Regions from separate parts of the Sus scrofa genome. Here regions 1, 3, 4, 5, 6 and 7 are each linked to region 2. Evidence: chromatin contacts called from public Hi-C and HiChIP or PLAC-seq data. All regions are on one chromosome and are shown on one strand. The core of a region is the stretch at or near the end of the contact, and the rest is flanking DNA. Distances in the headings are between cores, read along the strand shown.

The links. A called contact is a pair of places that touch in the nucleus more often than the background predicts. HiChIP or PLAC-seq counts read pairs in DNA pulled down with a chosen protein or histone mark.
Region 1: a contact with region 2 is called in an H3K27ac HiChIP or PLAC-seq map of skeletal muscle. The contact joins two enhancer-like sites. A contact is called at or near these places in 1 of 5 promoter capture datasets (liver), 21 of 47 Hi-C or Micro-C datasets (adipose tissue, alveolar macrophages, brain and 11 more) and 2 of 2 datasets of contacts at active chromatin or transcription factors (alveolar macrophages and skeletal muscle).
Region 3: a contact with region 2 is called in an H3K27ac HiChIP or PLAC-seq map of skeletal muscle. The contact joins two enhancer-like sites. A contact is called at or near these places in 2 of 47 Hi-C or Micro-C datasets (epiblast stem cells and liver) and 1 of 2 datasets of contacts at active chromatin or transcription factors (skeletal muscle).
Region 4: a Hi-C map of embryonic fibroblasts shows a contact between it and region 2, with 1.9 times the contacts expected there. The contact joins two enhancer-like sites. A contact is called at or near these places in 1 of 47 Hi-C or Micro-C datasets (embryonic fibroblasts) and 1 of 2 datasets of contacts at active chromatin or transcription factors (skeletal muscle).
Region 5: a contact with region 2 is called in an H3K27ac HiChIP or PLAC-seq map of skeletal muscle, with 7 times the contacts expected there. The contact joins two enhancer-like sites. A contact is called at or near these places in 8 of 47 Hi-C or Micro-C datasets (alveolar macrophages, embryonic fibroblasts, fetal heart ventricle and 4 more) and 1 of 2 datasets of contacts at active chromatin or transcription factors (skeletal muscle).
Region 6: a contact with region 2 is called in a Hi-C map of liver, with 4 times the contacts expected there. The contact joins two enhancer-like sites. A contact is called at or near these places in 4 of 47 Hi-C or Micro-C datasets (embryonic fibroblasts, epiblast stem cells and liver) and 1 of 2 datasets of contacts at active chromatin or transcription factors (skeletal muscle).
Region 7: a contact with region 2 is called in an H3K27ac HiChIP or PLAC-seq map of skeletal muscle, with 7 times the contacts expected there. The contact joins two enhancer-like sites. A contact is called at or near these places in 1 of 47 Hi-C or Micro-C datasets (epiblast stem cells) and 1 of 2 datasets of contacts at active chromatin or transcription factors (skeletal muscle).

What each region holds. Positions count from the first base shown.
Region 1 is chr10:41,784,176-41,786,875 of Sscrofa11.1, forward strand. It overlaps ZNF438 (zinc finger protein 438), which reads right to left. Exons shown (of 19, transcript XM_021064197.1): 8 at 716-824. Among named protein-coding and RNA genes, the nearest start is that of ZEB1, 230 kb to the right of the region's middle. Within about 2 kb of position 1,441, at least 4 of the 83 cell types and tissues checked have an H3K27ac peak or open chromatin away from gene starts, as enhancers often do. A contact at or near this core is called in fetal skeletal muscle, skeletal muscle and subcutaneous adipose tissue, where this site is marked.
Region 2 is chr10:41,520,211-41,522,910 of Sscrofa11.1, forward strand. The region is part of intron 2 of LOC110255684 (a long non-coding RNA gene); the gene reads right to left. Among named protein-coding and RNA genes, the nearest start is that of SVIL, 350 kb to the left of the region's middle. Within about 2 kb of position 1,386, at least 59 of the 83 cell types and tissues checked have an H3K27ac peak or open chromatin away from gene starts, as enhancers often do. A contact at or near this core is called in embryonic fibroblasts, fetal skeletal muscle, liver and 2 more, where this site is marked.
Region 3 is chr10:41,827,530-41,830,229 of Sscrofa11.1, forward strand. All of the region lies in intron 5 of ZNF438 (zinc finger protein 438), which reads right to left. Among named protein-coding and RNA genes, the nearest start is that of ZEB1, 180 kb to the right of the region's middle. Within about 2 kb of position 1,327, at least 11 of the 83 cell types and tissues checked have an H3K27ac peak or open chromatin away from gene starts, as enhancers often do. A contact at or near this core is called in liver and skeletal muscle, where this site is marked.
Region 4 is chr10:41,956,547-41,959,246 of Sscrofa11.1, forward strand. All of the region lies in intron 1 of ZNF438 (zinc finger protein 438), which reads right to left. Among named protein-coding and RNA genes, the nearest start is that of ZEB1, 55 kb to the right of the region's middle. Within about 2 kb of position 1,370, at least 7 of the 83 cell types and tissues checked have an H3K27ac peak or open chromatin away from gene starts, as enhancers often do. A contact at or near this core is called in embryonic fibroblasts, where this site is marked.
Region 5 is chr10:41,865,057-41,867,756 of Sscrofa11.1, forward strand. The region is part of intron 3 of ZNF438 (zinc finger protein 438); the gene reads right to left. Among named protein-coding and RNA genes, the nearest start is that of ZEB1, 150 kb to the right of the region's middle. Within about 2 kb of position 1,300, at least 13 of the 83 cell types and tissues checked have an H3K27ac peak or open chromatin away from gene starts, as enhancers often do. A contact at or near this core is called in fetal skeletal muscle and skeletal muscle, where this site is marked.
Region 6 is chr10:41,800,546-41,803,245 of Sscrofa11.1, forward strand. All of the region lies in intron 6 of ZNF438 (zinc finger protein 438), which reads right to left. Among named protein-coding and RNA genes, the nearest start is that of ZEB1, 210 kb to the right of the region's middle. Within about 2 kb of position 1,311, at least 11 of the 83 cell types and tissues checked have an H3K27ac peak or open chromatin away from gene starts, as enhancers often do. A contact at or near this core is called in liver, where this site is marked.
Region 7 is chr10:41,973,311-41,976,010 of Sscrofa11.1, forward strand. All of the region lies in intron 1 of ZNF438 (zinc finger protein 438), which reads right to left. Among named protein-coding and RNA genes, the nearest start is that of ZEB1, 38 kb to the right of the region's middle. Within about 2 kb of position 1,366, at least 5 of the 83 cell types and tissues checked have an H3K27ac peak or open chromatin away from gene starts, as enhancers often do. A contact at or near this core is called in skeletal muscle, where this site is marked.

The sequences.
Region 1 (2,700 bases), core at 191-2,690, 260 kb after region 2:
TAAAAATCTTTTTTGAGTTCTGGACTAGCACGTTGGCCAGGGAACAAATATAAGCAAAGACTTCAAGGTGAAAAATGAAATCCAAACCTCAGTTCTGCAAAATTAGTTATATTTGTAAAACAGGATGAGGGGGTGAAAATGACGATGATTTCAGGGGGAAAAAAGAGCAAGAGAGAGAACAAGGGAGGGAGGAGGAGAGAAAGAGAGAGAGAGAGATGATTAAAAATTAGATTGGCTGGTGAGAGACTGGAAATTTTCTTCCCATTCCCAAGAGGCTTATTTTTTTATCTTTCTTTCTCACACAGGAAAGCAGCACATTAGTTTCAAAGTTAAGTCTCATCACTAAGAAAAGGCATTCACAATATATGAATGATGACCAAGCATTTGGATTTTATTTATGAGAATAAAACTTTAAACTAATTAAACAATCATTTGTTCTCTTTTACAGACTGATGTTATTATAGGATATTACAATTTGACATCAACTTTTTACACTCTAAGTTCTGGAGACTTGGTTGACTATTTTAAAGTAAGAGCTGTGTTTATTGATATATTTGATTTTAGGAATTATGATCCTGCAGTTCCCCTGAGAGATTATGTTCTCTTCTTTTCTAAGACGAAGTCCTTAACAGGATGAGATCTTATCTTCCAGGAAACCATGAATTCACTGCGGAGGAGAAAGATTTGGATTTCGCTCTGGTAGAACGTGAAGTACCTTTTGAATTCTTTACTGTCTCTTCCAGTGATTTATCTTCTGCATGAAAATAATCTTTAGCATTTTTCAAGACAGATGAATTTATCTTTATAGAAACTGAACAGTTGTTCTGCAAGAAAACCAAAGAGAAAGGAAAACAAAATGATAGCTTTTGGGCAAGGCAACCGGGTCAAAAGAAGGTAAAAATGAAAAGAGTATCCTTGACTGAGAATCCAGGTGAAGCTTATGTCAAAACTCTTATTTTCAACAGTGAGGCGGTCATGAAAAAGTTGAAATTGTTGTCTTGTTTCCAAATAAATGTTGAGATTGTAAATTCTACATTATGAAAATGGAATCTGGAAATAAAATCCTAAACAATTGAAAATTTAAAGACTATGTTTCTTTCCTCAAATTTGCCTTGCCTTTTAACATTGAGTTTGGATCCCTCTGCTACTTTCTCTCAGTAAATAAGCTACCCTAACTCCCAGATAATATTAAAAATATAACTGCAGAGAAAGGAAACAATATTGGAAGTTAGAGTGCTTCAAGCAAAACCAAATTATAGTGCTTCAATAATCAGAAGAGTTTTTTTAAATTAAATCATAGGTCTTTATTAACAAAATAAAAGCTTTAGCTTTTTACACAGGGACAGAGAAAATGTGAGTGTAGGACCCACATTGTCCCGCTGTCACCTTGACAGACAGAGATGGTTATTAACAAGAGTGTAATACAGGCATACGGAGTCTGGAATTCTGTCTCTGTTAAGATTTAGATCCTGCCAGTGGGTAGCAGCTGTTTTAAATTTAAGAGGACAGGAGTGAGTTAGCGACATTTTGTAAGAAATAAATGAGCCCTCAGCGCACACCAATTGCTGGTAAATTCAGAAAATGATAAACATTCTTCCTTGAGCAAGAAAGCTAGATCGGAAACACACCTGCAAAGATTTATTTTCAAAACAGAAAAGATGTTGCTGTGCAACTGAAATGGTCTATTTTCACCGCTCCCCCCAGTCTCTCCTTTGGGATCATCTCCTGATTTCAATTGCGTTCATAAAAATCTGAGAGATTTTGATGAAACTAAGACAAAACTCAAAACTTCACAACTCGAAAGTGTTCCTTTGTAAAACCGAAGTCAATTTCCATTAACATTGACTCAATGTAATTTTCTTCTTTTGGTCTGTGCATTATTTTTCCCCCATGAAAATAGCATCCACATTTTAAAAAGGAAACAACAAAAATCAAACAAAAAACCTTAAAAAACAATCAAGAAATGTACCGAAAACTGAATAGTTCTTAAGACATACAATACAGGGGCTGCTGACACCATATTAAAAATAGATAAGTCTTGGAGTTCCCTAGTGGCTCAGCGGGTTATGGAGCCAGTGTTGTCACTGTAGTAGCATGGGTTCGATCCTTAGCCCCAGGATCCTCTGCATTCTATGATCATGCCCCCCCTCCCCAAAATTGATAGTGGGTCTGGCACTTTATACTATGACTGGCATTCTAGAGAGTTGGTGAAAAACTTTAAACAAATCTCTTCTTTAAATCAATTGTGTGAAGTTTTAAACTAACAACTTTCTAGTGTTTTGAAATATCACGGAATTGATATAAATGAGAAAATTTGTATTTAATAAACCTAATTTAAAGAAAAGTAAAATCCCTCAAGTTGCCATTTTAATTTCCTGAAATAGATCCTCTTGCTTGTCACTTAACACCCTATAAACTACGTGCATTTCTTAGTTGCTTATCTTTAAATCATAGCTCAGGAACACTTAGGAAAAGAAGAATCTATATTCAGAGGTAAAGTGAAAGATGAAAATACAAGGTAGTAATGGAGACTATACTTAATATAAGCAAACGACAATTCTGTGCCATGATTTTCTTCTAAAATTAGATGATAATCATCAAACTGCCTCTTTATTTTTGTAGTGTTCAAAATTGTGTGGGGTTTTGACACCATTAATCATGAGTATCACACACACACACAGAAACCACATAGGCTAAGAT
Region 2 (2,700 bases), core at 136-2,635:
AGGGGAGCTTTGCCCACTGACCCTCGGAAGTGGAGAGGGTCCCAGGTGGAATTGTTACGGCACAAATGACCCGCCTGATGGAGTGATTGGGTAGCCAGGTGGCTTCTGGGTGTCCTCGCAAATATTTGGTTTCAAGGAACGGGGTCCCGTTACACAGCTCAATAGCTGGAGGCTCCAAGGGCTGCAGCAGTAAGCCTTGTCCCCTTCTTGTCCCCCAGCCGTCAGCAGACAGCCCATAAAAAATGCGGGGCTCGTGTTCACACAGGGGGCTGTTGGTTTTATGGGCTGGGGGAAGGGAGGCTGCCCTGGAGTCTCAATTAAACGGGTCTCAGCTGCCAGGGACACAGCAATCATGGAGGGACACCTGGGTCCAGGGGGGCCTACAGGGACTTGATGTTCCGTGGGGGTGCCCTACTCACCCATGAAATGTGCACATTGTCCCTCTCCTGCCTCCCAGAGCCACCAGCTCCCCACCTCCTAGTCCCACCACACAGACGGCCCCTGCCCTTGAAACATGGCCGGCAGTGCTGGGTTCTGCCCTCCTGGACCTCGGGCTGGGCCTCCTCTTTGCTTTCCTCCCTCGGTAGAAGCACACATACCCTTGGGAAAAGGTTACTGGTTCACTCTCAAACAGGTGCCTGAATTATATCTCTTCAAGGGCATTTTCCATTCAGTTGAGGGCCCAGCCTTCAATCCCAGGAATAGGTCTCTTACCATGGAATGCCCTAGTGGATGGCATGAAAGGGGAGCCTCCTGTCCCCTATACTCTAAGCTCTTTTAGGGGAAAGGAGGACTTCAACCCGAGGTGGGGGCTCCTCTGTGAGCCTGACTCTATTCTGGGCCCCCTTGATCTCTAAAGGCAGCTTGTTTAGCATCTTGGAGAAGGATACGAGGAAAGGCTTGGAGGATGCTGGGCACCAGGTGGCGCTATTGCCCAGGACCGTCTAGTTGCCCTCAGAGGGGCGGTGGCGGCGGGGGAGGGGGCCTGGAGCAGCTGGAACTGCACTGGTTAAGAGGGGGTGCAGCCGTGGTGCGGGGGCGCTTCTAGTCGCGAGTTCCTAACTCAGCGGTAACTGGAGGGCGGAGCTTAAAGAATGAGTCGCAAATTCTTCCCCAATCCCTGTCATAAAGCCCTGTGACTCTGATTCCCGGGGTGGGGTGATGGGCTGGGGCCGGACCAAGGACAGACTTCTATTGTGGTCCTTGGGGGTGGGGCAGGACACTGCTCTTTTCAGGTTCAAGCAGAGGGGTCCCAGGAGGTTAACTGGGCACTGTACGTGCGCTCTTTCCAGGAGCGTAAACCCAGCTCCAGAGGCGCCCGGTCCGCGGCTCCCAGGGCGGATCCGAGCGGGTCGCGCGGCGCATCCCCGGGGCGGAGCTGCCCGCGCAGCTGCGCTCCCACCCCCGCCCCCTGGTCTGGAAAAAGCAAAAGCATCTCTAGGTGCTGTGCTTTCTTCACGTAGTGATTACCACGTGTCAGAGAGAAACTGCTGCTTTCTGTATAACCACAGACCACTTCGGAGAACAGGACTGGGGATCAAAAAGGAAAACTACTTCAAAACAAAATGCTGCAGGCTGCCTTTTTCCTCCTCCCTTTCTCTCTCATTTTTTTTTTTTTCCGGGGCGGGGGTGGGGGTGGGAGGAAGGATTAAAAAAACAAACAAAAAAGTAAGTCCGCATCTTCTCGCAACTGCAGCTGATTTCCTGTGTAAACGAAAACCATGTGATATTCCATAAATGCTTCCAGCTTTAAATGACAGGAAATGAAAACCATCACGGAAAAGGACAACTTCGGAATAAATCCCCAGTGCAGATATCATTACGGCGACATATCAGGGGGACGGTCGTCGGGCCGCCTGCACATCCCCGCAGGTCATTAGAGGGGCTGCTAAAGGGGGCCGGGCGCCGGGGGCAGCTCCCCCCGAAGTGTTCCTTCTGCGGGAGAAATGGGGCGGCGGCGATCACACCCCGGCGCAGCGCCCGGCAACTGGGCTTTCAATTAGGGACCGAGCTGGGAAAAGCAGTCTTTTCTTTCCGCACGCCTCGCCGGGGTCAGGTCACGACCCCTCCACCGTGTTCAATCGGCAGTGCCATCCATATGCATGAAGGCTAATTAACTCTGAAAGGCCCGGCTGGCGGGGCCCTCCCTGCCGCGCAGGGGTGGGGTGGGATGGCGCCCCCCCGAACACTCACGCCCACCCCGTCCTCTCCCGGGAGGCCCAACCTCTGCAGCTGCTCCCGCGCTGGCCGAGTGCACACGTGTGCGCACGGAGCGCGCTACTCCGCCGCGCGGGGCTGGCTGGGCCAGGGAATTAGACGCGTCATTTGTCGCCAGCCTAGCAACACGTGCTGATTTATCCTGATGGCTCCCGCCTGGCCCCAGCGCCCACCGCGGGCCCAAAGTAGGAAAGGGATGCTTTTCAGGTTCAGGGACCAGGACTCTAGCCCCAACCCTCGCTGCCTGTGGGAGGGAGCCTGGGTGAGTCACGCCAGCTCTCTGGGTTCCCTGCCTTTGCTCAGCTCTCACGTGAGGTTGTTGGGCTGGAAAATCAGTCGAGTACCAAAGATAAATCCCGAGAGATCTATGCAGCTGCCACATTTTCCCCAGCTCAGAGTATTTTTCGGTTTCCCAGTTCATGACAAGCCAGGAGGTGCCTCGGTTTCCACGGGGTGGAATCTGGGGTGACCTTTTCTATTTCT
Region 3 (2,700 bases), core at 77-2,576, 310 kb after region 2:
CAGGAACAGCCATAAAAAGAAAACGAAAACAACAACAACATACACATACTACTACTATATATAAAACAGATAACCAACAAGGACCTATTGTACAGCACAGGGAACTACACTCAATATCATAATAACCTATAAGGGAAAAGAATCTGAAAAGATAGATATATGTATAACTGAATCACTTTGCTATGCAGCAGATATTAACATTATAAATCAACTATACTTCAATTTTTTTAAAAGCCTAGAAAAAATACAAATTTCCTTATATACTAAAACAAAAAAACTATTATTAAATATATATATATATATAGAAGTCAGGCACAACTTTTAGTCCAGGACTGGCTGGGGCACAACATTTCTATTTTTAAAAGTTCGACCAGTAATCTTGATGCCCAGCCAGGGTTGGGAACCACAAAGACACACACACACACGCACAGTGATCCAGGGCAGCGGTATTACCCCTACATATCCCTCAGACCCCAAATCTCTTTTCTTCTGCCAAGCACAGGTCTGGGTGTGATGGGCAGCAAGGCCATAAACTTCCATTGGCAGTGACTTTCCTTGGCCCTGGCCCCTCCTTCTTTTCCTTACTTTCCCAGGAGAAGCCACCTTCCCAGCATCTCTTCTGCTCCCACCCTCAGCCCCCTTTTCTCTAATTAATTGTGATGAGGACTGGGAATGGGAGCCACCTGAACAGAAATGTTGGCTCCATCTCTCAGCATCTAAGATCTAATACAACGGCCACGTAAAGCATAATGGCTAATGAAACACGGAGTGAAATTTATCATACTAAAAGACAGACGCATGCATTTAAAATAAGTGCCTGGGATTACATGTTGCTGAGTTCCAATTTGAAACCCAGCCTTGAATTTACCTGGGGTTTTTTTTTGGTTGTTGTTGTTCCAGGTAATGACTTCATTAGCAAGACACAGATACACTGATCCGTACGAATCCTTTTCTCTTGGGGGAAAATATTTTCTTATTTTAAATGGTTTCTCTCCAACTCACCCAGCCATTGGCATGCATAATTTTTGCAGGGTTTATTCTAAACAGCTCCCTTCTAGAGAAAGATTCTTCTGGCTTTGTCAATCTTTTTTTTTTTTTTTTTTTTTTTTTCTTAGAGATCATTTCTAGTTAAATTCATCTTTCTGTGCCTTTGCTGTGAAAACCTCCTCCACTTGGTACAGGTGAGACCATCAAACTGACTGCTGACATCCAGAGTGTTGTCGTTCTTCTCATTTCCCCTAAGTTTTTCAGCACATTCACACCGTAATACTTCCCAGCTGGTAAGGGACCCAGCTTCTGGAAGAGGAAAAAGCAAGAAACCCAGCCTAGCTCCCCAGCTGCATGTTATTACGTGATCCCCATTTCACAGGAAATGAACAATCATTTAGGCTTGACAGGTACATCCAGAAAACTCACTGTCTTCTTTCGCAACCTGAAAAAAATATCAGGGCCAGCAGAAGTTAAGCATTAGCCTGAAAGTTTGCTTCGTGTTTTTTTTTCCCCAATGTTATGAGGATATCTTGTGAAAGCTTTTGAAAACACTCAGGGAGCATGCTGCCAAGAGGCCTAGAAGCCGAGGAGGAAAAAAATAATCATTCGAAATACTCTGTGTTCATGAAGATATGTAACTGAGTGGTCCCTGAGGAGCTGGTGAAGTTTAGACATACGTGATGGTAATTGGGGCATTAACCCAAATGGCCTCGTTCACAGACTCTTAGACGGGACAGGAAAGCAAAGTTGTCAGCACGACATGCTGCCCACCTCCCCCCACCCCATCAGCAGCCCCAGGATGAACGAAAAGCAATTACAGATATGCCTGGGAGAGGTTTTCTCCCCTTCATCCTGATGGATCTGTCCCTTGATGGAAAATATTTCCATTTTCGGAATGCCGTTTGCCAAAGTAGAAAGAAATCAACACAAAAGGACACACCCACTCACCTTGCTGTATAAGATTCACAAAGCCCAGGAGTTCCTCTCATGGCTCAGGGGTAGCCAACCCCACTAGGATCCATGGGGACGCGGGTTCAATCCCTGGCCTTGTTCAGTGGGTTAAGGATCTGGTGTTACCGTGAGCTGTGGTGGTGTAGGTTGGAGATGCGGCTCAGCTTGGATCTGGCTGTGGTGTAGGCCAATCCCTGGCCTGGAAACTTCCATATGCTGCACCTGCGACCCTAAAAAAAAAAAAGAGAGAGCGAGCGAGAGATGGATTCACAAATCCCTACTGGGGACCTGCTGTCTGGCAATGGATGCTGGTCTCTGTTGTACAGATGACAAAGGGGGACAGAGGCCTCACTGCCCGACTGGATTGCCTCCTTGATGGAAGCGGCCACCAGCAGCCGGCTCTCCTGGCTTCTAGGCCAGTGCTGTTTGGTCTCTTTAGCCGTGGATTTGAAAACCTTGACGTCAGCTTAACTCGCTTTGCTCCCTATTGTGGGCCATTTCTGTGTGTCAGTCTTTATCTCTGGCCCCCAGTAGGACTTCACCCCTTTCTCCCACCTCCTCCTGTTTCAGGAGAGGAAAAAAAAAAAGAAAGCATGCCTAAATATGGAACACATGTGCTTCCCAGCTGGACTACTGAGCAGGGATTGGGGAAATAGGAATTGTCACTGGCCCTCTGTCCCCCTGCCGTCACACCTGGCACCGCTACTGGCCCCGGCCTGGGTCCGCTGCACTCAGAATTCACCTTCTGGGGCAGGCCTT
Region 4 (2,700 bases), core at 120-2,619, 440 kb after region 2:
GAGGCTTGGATACAAGCCTATCCCACATGTGGACACAGCTGTTCTAATGGAAACATGGTACCTGGGTTCATTCCTAACTAATCCCAATAACGCTCCACTTTGTGTTGGTTTTTCTGTGTGTTTTCTTTTGAAGGCTGTTCCCAGGCTTGGGGTCAATCTGGAGCTGCAGCAGCTGGCCTACACCACAGCCATGGCAACACTAGATCCTTAACCCACTGATGGAGGCCAGGGATCAAACCTGCATCCTCATGGAGACCACGCTGGGTCCTTAACCCCACTGAGCCACAACAGGAATTCCTCCACTGTGAAACATGGCAGACAAGGCTCTTCACATCTGATCTCCCCGTCCAGGCTCCTCAGTCATCACTCCACTAACTGTTTTACTTTTTTCTCCATCCACATGCTTCTCTGAACTGGATCTGCCTGGATCCCACAGACATCAGTCTGTTCCTTTCCTTCTCCATAGAACCTTCCCTCCTTACTGTCACTCTCCCTTAAGTCATTTGCCTATCTCCTGCTTTTCCCTCACTGCTTGGCTTAAACCTAAGCTCTTTGGGTGTTTTCTGCTCCCAGATCAGGTGGGGCAGCCTTCTGATGTGTCCCCATAGCACCCACTCACCCCTATGTACCGTTTAGTATATGGTTTTGAAATTGCCACTTTTCCTGGCCAGCTCCCCAACCAGGCAGTACCATCCACAAAGGCAGAGACTGGGTTATGTCTACAGGAGCATCCAGCCCCCAGCACCACTGACATACCAAGGGGAGACAGGAACCGGTTACTGAATCAATGTCGAGTCAATGAATGAATGAATGAATGTGAACAGGTCCAAGAAAGTAGATGAGTCACAGGTGCCTCGGGAGGCTGGTTTTAGAGCTGGCGAGTCTCAATCCCACCAAGGAAAGCATGTTTGGCTCAGGGGTCCAGGGAGATTTTAGGGGAAATCAGGAGGGCTGAGTATCACAGCTGAGACGTGTCAAGCAAGGCTAAGCCAAAGGCAGGCTAAGCCATGGCCGAGTAAAGCCATCCAGTGGCCGGAGCTGGTCTATGTAAATCCCACCCCGCCTTTCTGATGCTTCCCGACCCCTGCCGTGGAAGCCCCTTATTTCAGCTGCCTCTAGACATGTGATCCCCTCCTATTCCTTGTCCTTTGGACAACACCAGCTCTCTAGACGTCTTCTGTGAGCTATGAGGCATTGACCAGTGGAAACTTCCTCCTTAGTCATGGCTATGTGAACTGAAGGATGTTTTCAGAAACTCCACCATCACGGCCACAAGAAGCTTCCTGGCTCACTCTGCTGCTGCTCAGCGGCAATAGGCTTCATCAGTCTCAAAGTGGAGAGTCAGAGAGGCTCCCAGGAGGACACAGAACCAGCCAGCAAGAGGCACAGAGGTGTTAAAGAGGGGAGTGCCTCCCGTAAGGACAGGGGGCTGGTCTAATCCTTAACGAGGCATGAATCATATGTAGACACTCTCACCACATTGTGATCCATTCTTTGTCTTTGGAGTCAGCTGTTTTCAGGGCTTTGTTCCCTATCACAGAGGGGAGACCTTGAGATATATGTCTTTTCAATCATCAGAAATCTATTCAGAGCCTTAAATGAAAGGACTCTCTTCTCCTCTGAGAACCCCTCGGTGACAAAGTCTGTTTGGGTAGAGCCTAATGCATGCATGATAAACATATGCGGCCATAAAGCCAAGCGAGTTCCTGGTAGCCTTGTTATTTGCAGTAACTGCAGACTGTGAATGGACATTTTAAAGAGAAGCTTACAAGTTAGTTGTACTTTCTGGTAGTACGACTACCTCCCACGAACATGACTCACTTCAGCAGTTTCAATGCAAGAGTTGGGTGTCCCAGAATCAACGGTCTTATAAATAAATCTCTGAATCATGAACTGAATGCATAAACGTTTAAATATGTCTCTTGAGCTCAGAGACAGCTTTAGGCTTAAGATCCGAGGCATTAAAATACCTTCGGGGGGAAAAAAAACGCAAGCAGAGATTATGGCCATCTCTGCACAGCGGGGCGAAGTTTTCTGTCCTTCGCAAATCACTCTTCTCTTGGGAAGATTTCAGCAGCCAGAGTGTGAAGGGTACCTTTTCTTCAATCCAGGAGGGAGGCTGCTTTTCTTGTGCTGATGCAGCCCACTTGCCTTGTCTCTTAAATATGACTCATGGGGTGGACTTTTATGGTCATATAGCAAACGTTCATGCTTTTGGGTGGGACGGCCCTGGAGTCTCATGGGGAATAGAACATATAACTGAAGAAATGTGGCCATGTCAGCTTGGAATGCTGAGAGAACAATCCAGGCCAAAAGGAGGTATTCATTTGGGGGGACTGCTTGCTCAAAGACACTGTGTATTTCGATAAGGGTTGGCTTTCTAATCTGCATAACATTTTTTTAAAAAAACATGAAAAAATAAAGCCCACTTTGAAAGCATTCACAGAAAATGAGCTGCTGACATCATCCATCCACTAGATGCATTTCTTTCTATGAAGGCCGAAAGTTTTATTTGTGTCTGGTTAAAAACTGAACTACAGTAGAAGTTTCTGTTCCTGGCTCTCTACATTTCATGGATCTCAGCATGGTATGGCAGTCATTTGCCTGGGCCTGAGAGCCAAAGCTCTAGTCAGAACTCCACCATCTGATGGACTTCCCGATGTGGCTCAGCAGGTTAAGAACCTGACATAGTGTCTGTGA
Region 5 (2,700 bases), core at 50-2,549, 340 kb after region 2:
CATTTTTGAGTGAATGGCAAAGGTTTGTCTCATACACGGCCTTTGTCAACTTGTGAATTCTGGCCCCCCCCCTTTTTTTTTCATTTCTATTGGCACATCCAATTAGTTATTCTGGATACGACATTCTGCCTGAATATGGCTGATAGTGGGGACGAGTCAGAGATGGTATATTTGATATTTTATGTTTGCACGTGTAACATTGGCCTAATCAACCCAGGTTTAGGTGCTATAAGCCTCCTGAATTGATAAAGAGTCAATTCAGCAAGTCTTATTTAAAACTACTAAGCTAGATAAGTGCACATGAAACCGGAATTAACTGGTATGTTTTCTAAAGGTGGCAATTTGCTAGTTCTTCACTTTTTTTTTTTTTTTTTTTTTTTTTTTTTGTCTTTTTAGGGACGCACCCAGGGCATATGGAAGTTCCTAGGCTAGGGGTTGAATTGGAGCTGCAGCTGAGGCCTATGCTTCAGCCACAGCAATGCAGGATCTGAGCCACCTCTGCGACCTACACCACAGCTCATGGCAACGCTGGATCCTTAACCCAATGAGCGAGGCCAGGGATTGAACTTGTATCCTTATGGATGTTAGTTGAGTTCGTTACTGCTGTGCCACACCAGGAACTCCCTGGTTCCTGACGTTCAATCATCACAACTTTTTGTAGCCTATCACCTGCTGGTTCACTGGCTTGGTAAACAGGTGCTTTCACTGAGTACCTGTTACATAGGGTCACCTGTGAGGCCTCACAAGCTGGCCCCAAACCCCTGCCCCTGCCTCACTCTACACACTGCCGTGTCCCCCTCCCCTCTCACACAGACCACCGGGCACACATGCAGTACAAAGCGAACAGACCTGGTCCTTGCCCCTCAACTTTCTCCTCAGGTGAGGGTGACAGCCACTCATCAGTGATTCCAAGGTTAGGGGAGGGTGTGCCTGCGTGGCAGGGGGACAGAGGGCAGGCTGGGGAGGCAGCTCTCCGCCTAAGCGTGACCCAAAGGCTCTGTGAGCGGCTGTCCTGCGTGTGACATTCCTGCCACTCTGCCTCCTTAGTGTGACCACAAAATCACATGTCCTCAGGCCACCATCAGTCTGTCCAGCTTGCTGCTCAGTTGGAAGAGAAAACTCAGCCCTTTGATCTTGGAAGACAGGGAGGGAGCTGGGGAACAGTGTTTATTTCTCTTCCTTTTGACGTTGAAACAAACCGCATTTAACTGCTGCCTGGCTCCCTGCTCAGGTGTCTCCTCCCTGGCGTGGCCCCTGCCAGAGACAACGCCCTGAGCCCTAGAAAGGTCTGCAGCCCGCCTCCCCGGGACTAAAAATAGGTGAGCAAAGAAGCTGGGACACGGGGATCAATGTTCGCCGAGGGCCCCAGGAAAGCCAGCTGTATCAAGTTCAGACTTCCTCCCAGCCAAGCCACAGGGTCGTGAGAGTCTTCCCATCTTGGCTTCTGGAGCTGGGAGAGAAGGGGAGGCGGTGGAGAGGCAGGATGTGGTGCGGGGCTGTGTGCTGCCTGGGGGCCAGCGCTCCAGCCAAAAGCCTCCTTTGGACTCTTTGAACAATGCGAACCAGTTTAAAAAAAGAGAGTGTGTGCACACACACAGCCCCAAATAGCTCTTTGCTTTCGTCCCTCCTTCAGTGGAAACAGGGATTCTTTAGCGGGCAGCCAGCTCTTGGTTTGGGGGGGGGTGGGGTCTCCTGAGTACTGACAGCCATCAGCAAGCCTGGGAAAAACACAACAGGTACCCTGATGAGGCCACATGCATCCGAGGGTTGTGGACACGAGGGATGGAGGAAACCCCAAGCAGCGACTTCTCAGTGGTGATTTGCAAAGAACCCGGCCAGGCCCAGCATGGGATCATCGCTGGCGTCCCTTTTCAGACCCCTCCCTGCCACCCTCTCTTCCCTCTGCCCTTCCAGTAACAGAGCCCACCCGCTGATGCGGGGGCGGGGTAGGGGGGCGACCGTTCCCTTCAGGGGACAGGGTTCCTAGGGATTGGAACTGTAGTAGGTGTCAGTCCTGATCCAATGTGTCCGAGAACAGGAGAGACACTTCTCCTCCAGAAGAAAAGAAGCCAAAAGCCACTCCCAGGAAGATACAGCAATATAGCCCCCCTGTATCCCCAAGGAACCACTTCAGGGGGCTTCCATTAGCAGGTGGATGAGCTATTTTCCCCCGAGTGTATTAAACACGAGATGCCTTGAGCACATTTCGGGTGAGTCACACGGAGCGGATGAGTTTTTTTAGACTCAGACAGGAATCGTTACCAAAATACCTAATGCTGCACTCTATCGTCATCTTGGGACGTGTACATTTAGAAATAGGCTCTACCTTTTTGCTTTTTGTTTATTTATGTTTTTGATTTACCTTACACAATGCACTTTATTCTCTCCCCACTTTACCAAGATGTAATTGACAAGGCTCTACCCTTTACATAACCATTGAGAGGGAGAGATCTTCTCAAATGCTTTGTTCTCTCGCTCTTTTGTGACCTGGAAAAGAGTCTTCCAATACATCCTCCTTGATGGCTGGAGGAGAGGACTGGTGGGAAAAGATGGGACAGGGAATTTGTATTTCCTGAGCGACCCACTGGATTCCAGGTTGATGAGGAGCCAGTGAAGCAGAATTCTCACCTGGGCAGGGCTCCTCCATCAGACTAGCAGGGGAAGCCTAGAGGCAGAACAGCCTGTGGTTACGACTGGAGC
Region 6 (2,700 bases), core at 61-2,560, 280 kb after region 2:
GCCAAGAATATAAAACATTCTTTCGGTTTAGCAGGATGGAATCATACTGATAAAACTGAAAACAAAACCGGTCACAGACTTGTGGTTGCCGAGCGAGAGGGAATGGGATGGACGGCAAGTTTAGGGTTAGTAAATGCAAACTCTCGCAACTGGAGTGGATGAGCAATGAGATCCTGCTTTATAGCACCGAGAACTATATCCAATCACTTGTTATGGAAGATGTTGGAGGATAGTGTGAGAAAAAGAATATATGTATGAATCTATGTATGACAGAGTTACTTTGCTGTAACAGAAGAAACTGACAGAACATTATAAATCAACTATAATAAATTTTTTTTTTTGTCTTTTTGCCTTTCCTAGGGCTGCTCCCGTGGCACATGGAGGTTCCCAGGCTAGGGGTCGAATTGGAGCTATAGCCACTGGCCTACGCCAGAGCCACAGCAACGCGGGATCCGAGCCACGACTGCGACCTACACCACAGCTCACAGCAACGCCGGACGTTAACCCACTGAGCAAGGCCAGGGATCGAACCCACAACCTCGTGGTTCCTTGTCAGATTCGTTAACCACTGAGCCACGACGGGAACTCCAATAAAAATTTTTTAAAAATAAAAAAATTTAAAAAGAAATTGGCTTTAATGAAATTAACCCTCCTCTCCAAGAGTGAAAGAAAAAGGAAAGAAAGGAGAGAGACAGAGACAGAGAGGGAGATAGAAACAGACAGAGAGACAGAGAGAGAGAGAGAAGCTATGAAAGTGAATGAGTAGGACATAAACTAAAATGGTTTCATAAAGATATCAATATGTAACTCAGAAACCAAGTCCAGATGGTGTTCCCAATTCATCTTAGAAACTGGTCCACACCGAACCCACGCTACCTTGGATGAAAGGGGATTAGAACATGTCTTCTCATTTCCAGGCAAATGCATATCAAAGGGTTTTTTGGGCAACTTAGACTTAAAGCAAAGACTTGAAATCTATTTACAGAGATCACAGAGGCACATTGAAACTAAGTGTTAAAATGTGTCTTCAAGGTAAAGCTAATAAGAAGGGTGTTGCTGTTCTAACCTATGTTTCCTTACAAAACTCTGTGCTCTGCAAAACCGTTTACTAAAGGAACTAAGTTTACACACAACATGGTAAATCAACCCCATTGCAGTAAAAATCTGTTTCAAAAAGGAACTGAGTTTGTGTAGAAATAAGGTTGGCGCAGGCCACACAAAATGATGCAAACTTTGTAATCAGAGCGGTATCCAAACAAAACTTGGTTGCTGGAACAATGAACTCAAGGGCTCAGTTAGGCAGCTCTCTGGGAGTCTAGAAAACGCCATAGCAAACAGAGTGGCAGCATCTGTGGCGACACTGACATCAGAGCTGGCAGGGCCAAGGCAGCACAGGTGTGGGGTCTGTGGGCTGCCATGAAGGTTGTCCCCCAGGCCCTGTTCCTGCCCCCAGCTGAGAGCCACAGGGCTGGGCTTCCCTTCTGGGGGTGGGGCTCCCAGAGGCCCATGTTGTTGGTTTTCTTAAAGCCACAGTTTATAAGTTCCTGGTCCTAGTACAGTAATCAGGCTGTTTTCTTTCTTTCTTTCTTTTTTTTTTTTTCATTTCCCTCTTAGGGCCGCACCTGCAGCATATGGACGTTCCCAGGCTAAAGGTCCAATCGGAGCTGCAGCTGCTGGCCTATGCCACAGCCACTCCGGATCCGAGCCACATTTGTGACCTATGCCACACTGAGCAAGGCCAGGGATCTAACTCACATCCTTGTGGACACTAGGTCAGGTTCTGAACCTACTGAGCCACAACAGGAACTCCTCTTTTTCCTTTTCTGCTGAAAGTTATAATTCTATCTCTGTGATAACACTTGCCCCTTGCCCATGAACCTGAGCAATTTCCGGGTCCTGCTAACCTCATTTCCTGTTGATCAATTGCATGTGAGTTAACTTGCCTTGCAGGTTATCTCATGAGACCAGGGTGGTGTTAAGAAACTGAATACTTTTTCTTTTAGAAAAATTACAAAGCAACTTGCTGAGAAACAGGTTGCTTTGGACTATGGGAAACAGAGCTACTGTTTGAATTAAAGTGGTGGGGATCTTGGAAGGAATGAAGAAATAAGCACAAGAATGAGATCGATGGAGGCAAAAATCATAGTAATCATAGTACTGAGGCCTCCTGCTTAGACAACATCTAACACAGTGGGCTCTCCACATACACAGAATCGACCAACCGCAGATCAAAAATATTCTGAGAAAGGAATTTCTGTGGCTCAGCAGGTTATGGATCCTGTGTTGTCACTGCTGCGGCTCAGGTTCTGTCCTTGACCTGGGAACTTCCATATAACATGGTTGCAGCTTCCCCCAAACTCCCCGCAAAAAAAAAAAAAAAAAAAAAAAAAATCTGAAAAAGAAATTCCAGAACATTCCAAAAAGCAAAACTTCAATTTGTTGTGTCAGTGACTATTAACAGAGTGTTTACATTGTACTAAGTATTAGACGTCATCTAGAGGGGACTGATTTAAAATAAACAAGAAGATATGCCTAAATTACAGGCAAATAGTGTGTCATTTTATATAAGGGGCTTGAGCATCCCTGGAGTTTGGTATCAGTGGAGGGTCCTGAAACCAATCCCCAGAGATGCTGAGGGATGACTAAAGGGATCTTTCTGGGGATCTTTGTGGGTCCTAAAATTAGCATTTTCCCAATTTC
Region 7 (2,700 bases), core at 116-2,615, 450 kb after region 2:
CAAACACTACAAATGTTATAATAGTTCCTTTAAGGTGGAACTACTTCCAGAGTCCTTCTAAATTACAGTGAACTTGTCTGAAATCAAGCGCTTAGTCTTCAAGTAACAGTGTTAGTTGGCCTCACTCAGCAACACACAGAAAACTTGGATCCCTTAAAACATGGCTCCGTTATAAAGTTTACTGTGAAAAAAAATCAAATTCCATTTTAGAATGTAATGAGGTATCTCAGAGTACAGCAATGCTCCCACTAAGAAAAGACAGAAAAATAAAAAATGAGATGAACAAGGCACACATCTGTTTCAATGCATCAGTGACTACTGAAATAACCAGGAAGAAGAGGGGCCAGGACTCTGAAGATTCTGGAGCAGTGATGACCAAGGAAAGAACAGCTGAGAGGTGGAGCTGCCCCCTCCCTGGGAAGTCTGCCAATGCTGCATCCTAGAATCCAGGGGCTGCCTGGACTGAGGGCCACTATGGAAAGGCACCGGCAGACTTTGGGCAGCTTTGTGGTACCAGGGACACAGAAGCAGAGATCTGAAGGGCTGGTCCTCCATTGAAAAGGGACTGTTGGGGAGTTCCCATAGTCAGAAGTGAACCTGACTAGTATCCATGAGGATGTGGGTTCAAACCCTGGCCTCTCTCAGTGGGTTAAGGATCCAGCATTGCCATTGTCCGCGTAGGTTGCAGACGCGGCTAGGATCTGGCGTTGCCGTGGCTCTGGCGTAGGCTGGCAGCTGTAGCTCCAATTTGACCCTTAGCCTGGGAACCTCCATATGCCACAGGTGCAGCCCTAAAAAGATAAAAAGGAAAAAAAAGCAAAAGGGACTGTTGAGAGCTTAGCATAGCTGCTCCATGGTATCTCTGTCTCAGCACACAGTTCGTTTGACCCAGGGGCCTGTGGGGGCCTTAAACTGACACTAGACCCTCATGTGCATGCATACCATAGATAACAGCCCTGGCCACAAGCAGGGTGAGCTCCTGATATGACTTGCCCATCGGCAGTCTCCCAGCCTCCCAGCACCTACTCTGTGTGCCCCTTAAAGCTGATTCAAACTGCACTCTTTTTGGTTCGAATTGACCAATCTGACTGTAGCCCAGGAACTCCAGAGCATGCCACCCATAGACCCCAATAAAGACATGTGCCAGGTCCTGCCTCTTCAGCTCTGCCTGCCCGGTGCCTTGCCCTCCCTGTGGAACCCCTTGAGGCATGCCATGGACTTCCTCCAGGACCTGTAAGTGATAAACTTTTCTGTTTCAATTTCTTATGGCCTTTGGTTGAACCATGGCTCACCATCCAGCACCCTGTGCATGGCATCTCAAAAGGTAATTTAACTAAGTTGTAACGGGGGCAGATGGAGCACTAGGGGTGGCACATGGGCAATTCTGAAGCTGCAAGTGGTGGGAAACTAAGAACCTCAGAATAAAGACCACAAACAGACCTGAGTTTCTGATTGAGAAGAAAACAAATGAAGCTGAAGACCAGACAGAAGGAGAGGCTCCAGCAAACACAGGAAGCCTCTGTCTGGAAGCCATGGAAATGTGAGTGGAACCTGACCTCCCGCAAACAAGGCTCAGTCCTTGAGTGGATTCAAATGACCAGTCTTTACTCTCTCTGCCCAGCAGAGGAAACAGTGAGACTGCTCTGGAGAAAGATTACATAATCTGGAGCCTCTATGATTTCTTAACACACAATGTCCAAAATTAATACAAAATTACTTAGTATGCCAAGAAAAAGATCATATAACTCAAACTCAAGAGACCTCTTTTGATGACTGGGGACTAGACTTGGCAGACAAGAGCTTTGAAATGATTATAATTAGGATGTTCAATGAAATAGAAGGAAAAAGGACAGAAATATACTAAGGTACTGAAAAAGAACTTAAAGAAATTAAAAACTCAAGATATGGGTTTAACAATAGATTATAGAGATTAAAAGGGTAAGGAAACCCAAAGGGAAGTCAATGTGAAATACTGATACTAAAGAACAGAGGATGGGAACTTCCATATGCTGAAGCTGTGACCCTAAAAAAAAAAAAAAAAAAAAAAGGCAATTTAAAACAAAATGGTTTAAATTCTTCAACTAGGTTTTAACCAATCAACCAAGAATAATAATCTTTAAAAAAGGCAGGAGAGAGGATAAATGAATTATCTGGGAAGTGTTAAAAGTAATAATTTATAATAGTTGTAATAAATCAAGGATAAAAATTGTAACCACTGATGTATTACTACCTAACAATTTAATATATAAAAACAAAATAATAAAAAACTGATCAGTACAACAATAGGCAAGAAAGGAGAGGAAAAAAGAACATAAAACAGGTGAGTCAAATAGAGAAATAGGAAGAAAATAGATTTAAACCTAACAATGTCAGCAATTACAGTAAATGTAAGTATACTAAATATTCCAAGTAAAAGGCCAACCAAGTAAAATCAAAAACAATTCAATTATATTCTGATTACAAAAGATGTATTTTAAATACAGAGACATAGGTTGAAAGTAAAACTATGGGAAATGATAGCTTTAGCTACACTAACATCAGATAAATGGACTTTAAATAAGAAGCATTATCAGATAAAGAGGGACTTTTCATAGTGATAAAGGGATCAATCTACAAGGAAATATAAAAGTTCTAAATCTATATTCATGCAAAGACAAAGATCCAAAGCATATAAACCAGAAACTAATAACACTAAAAGAA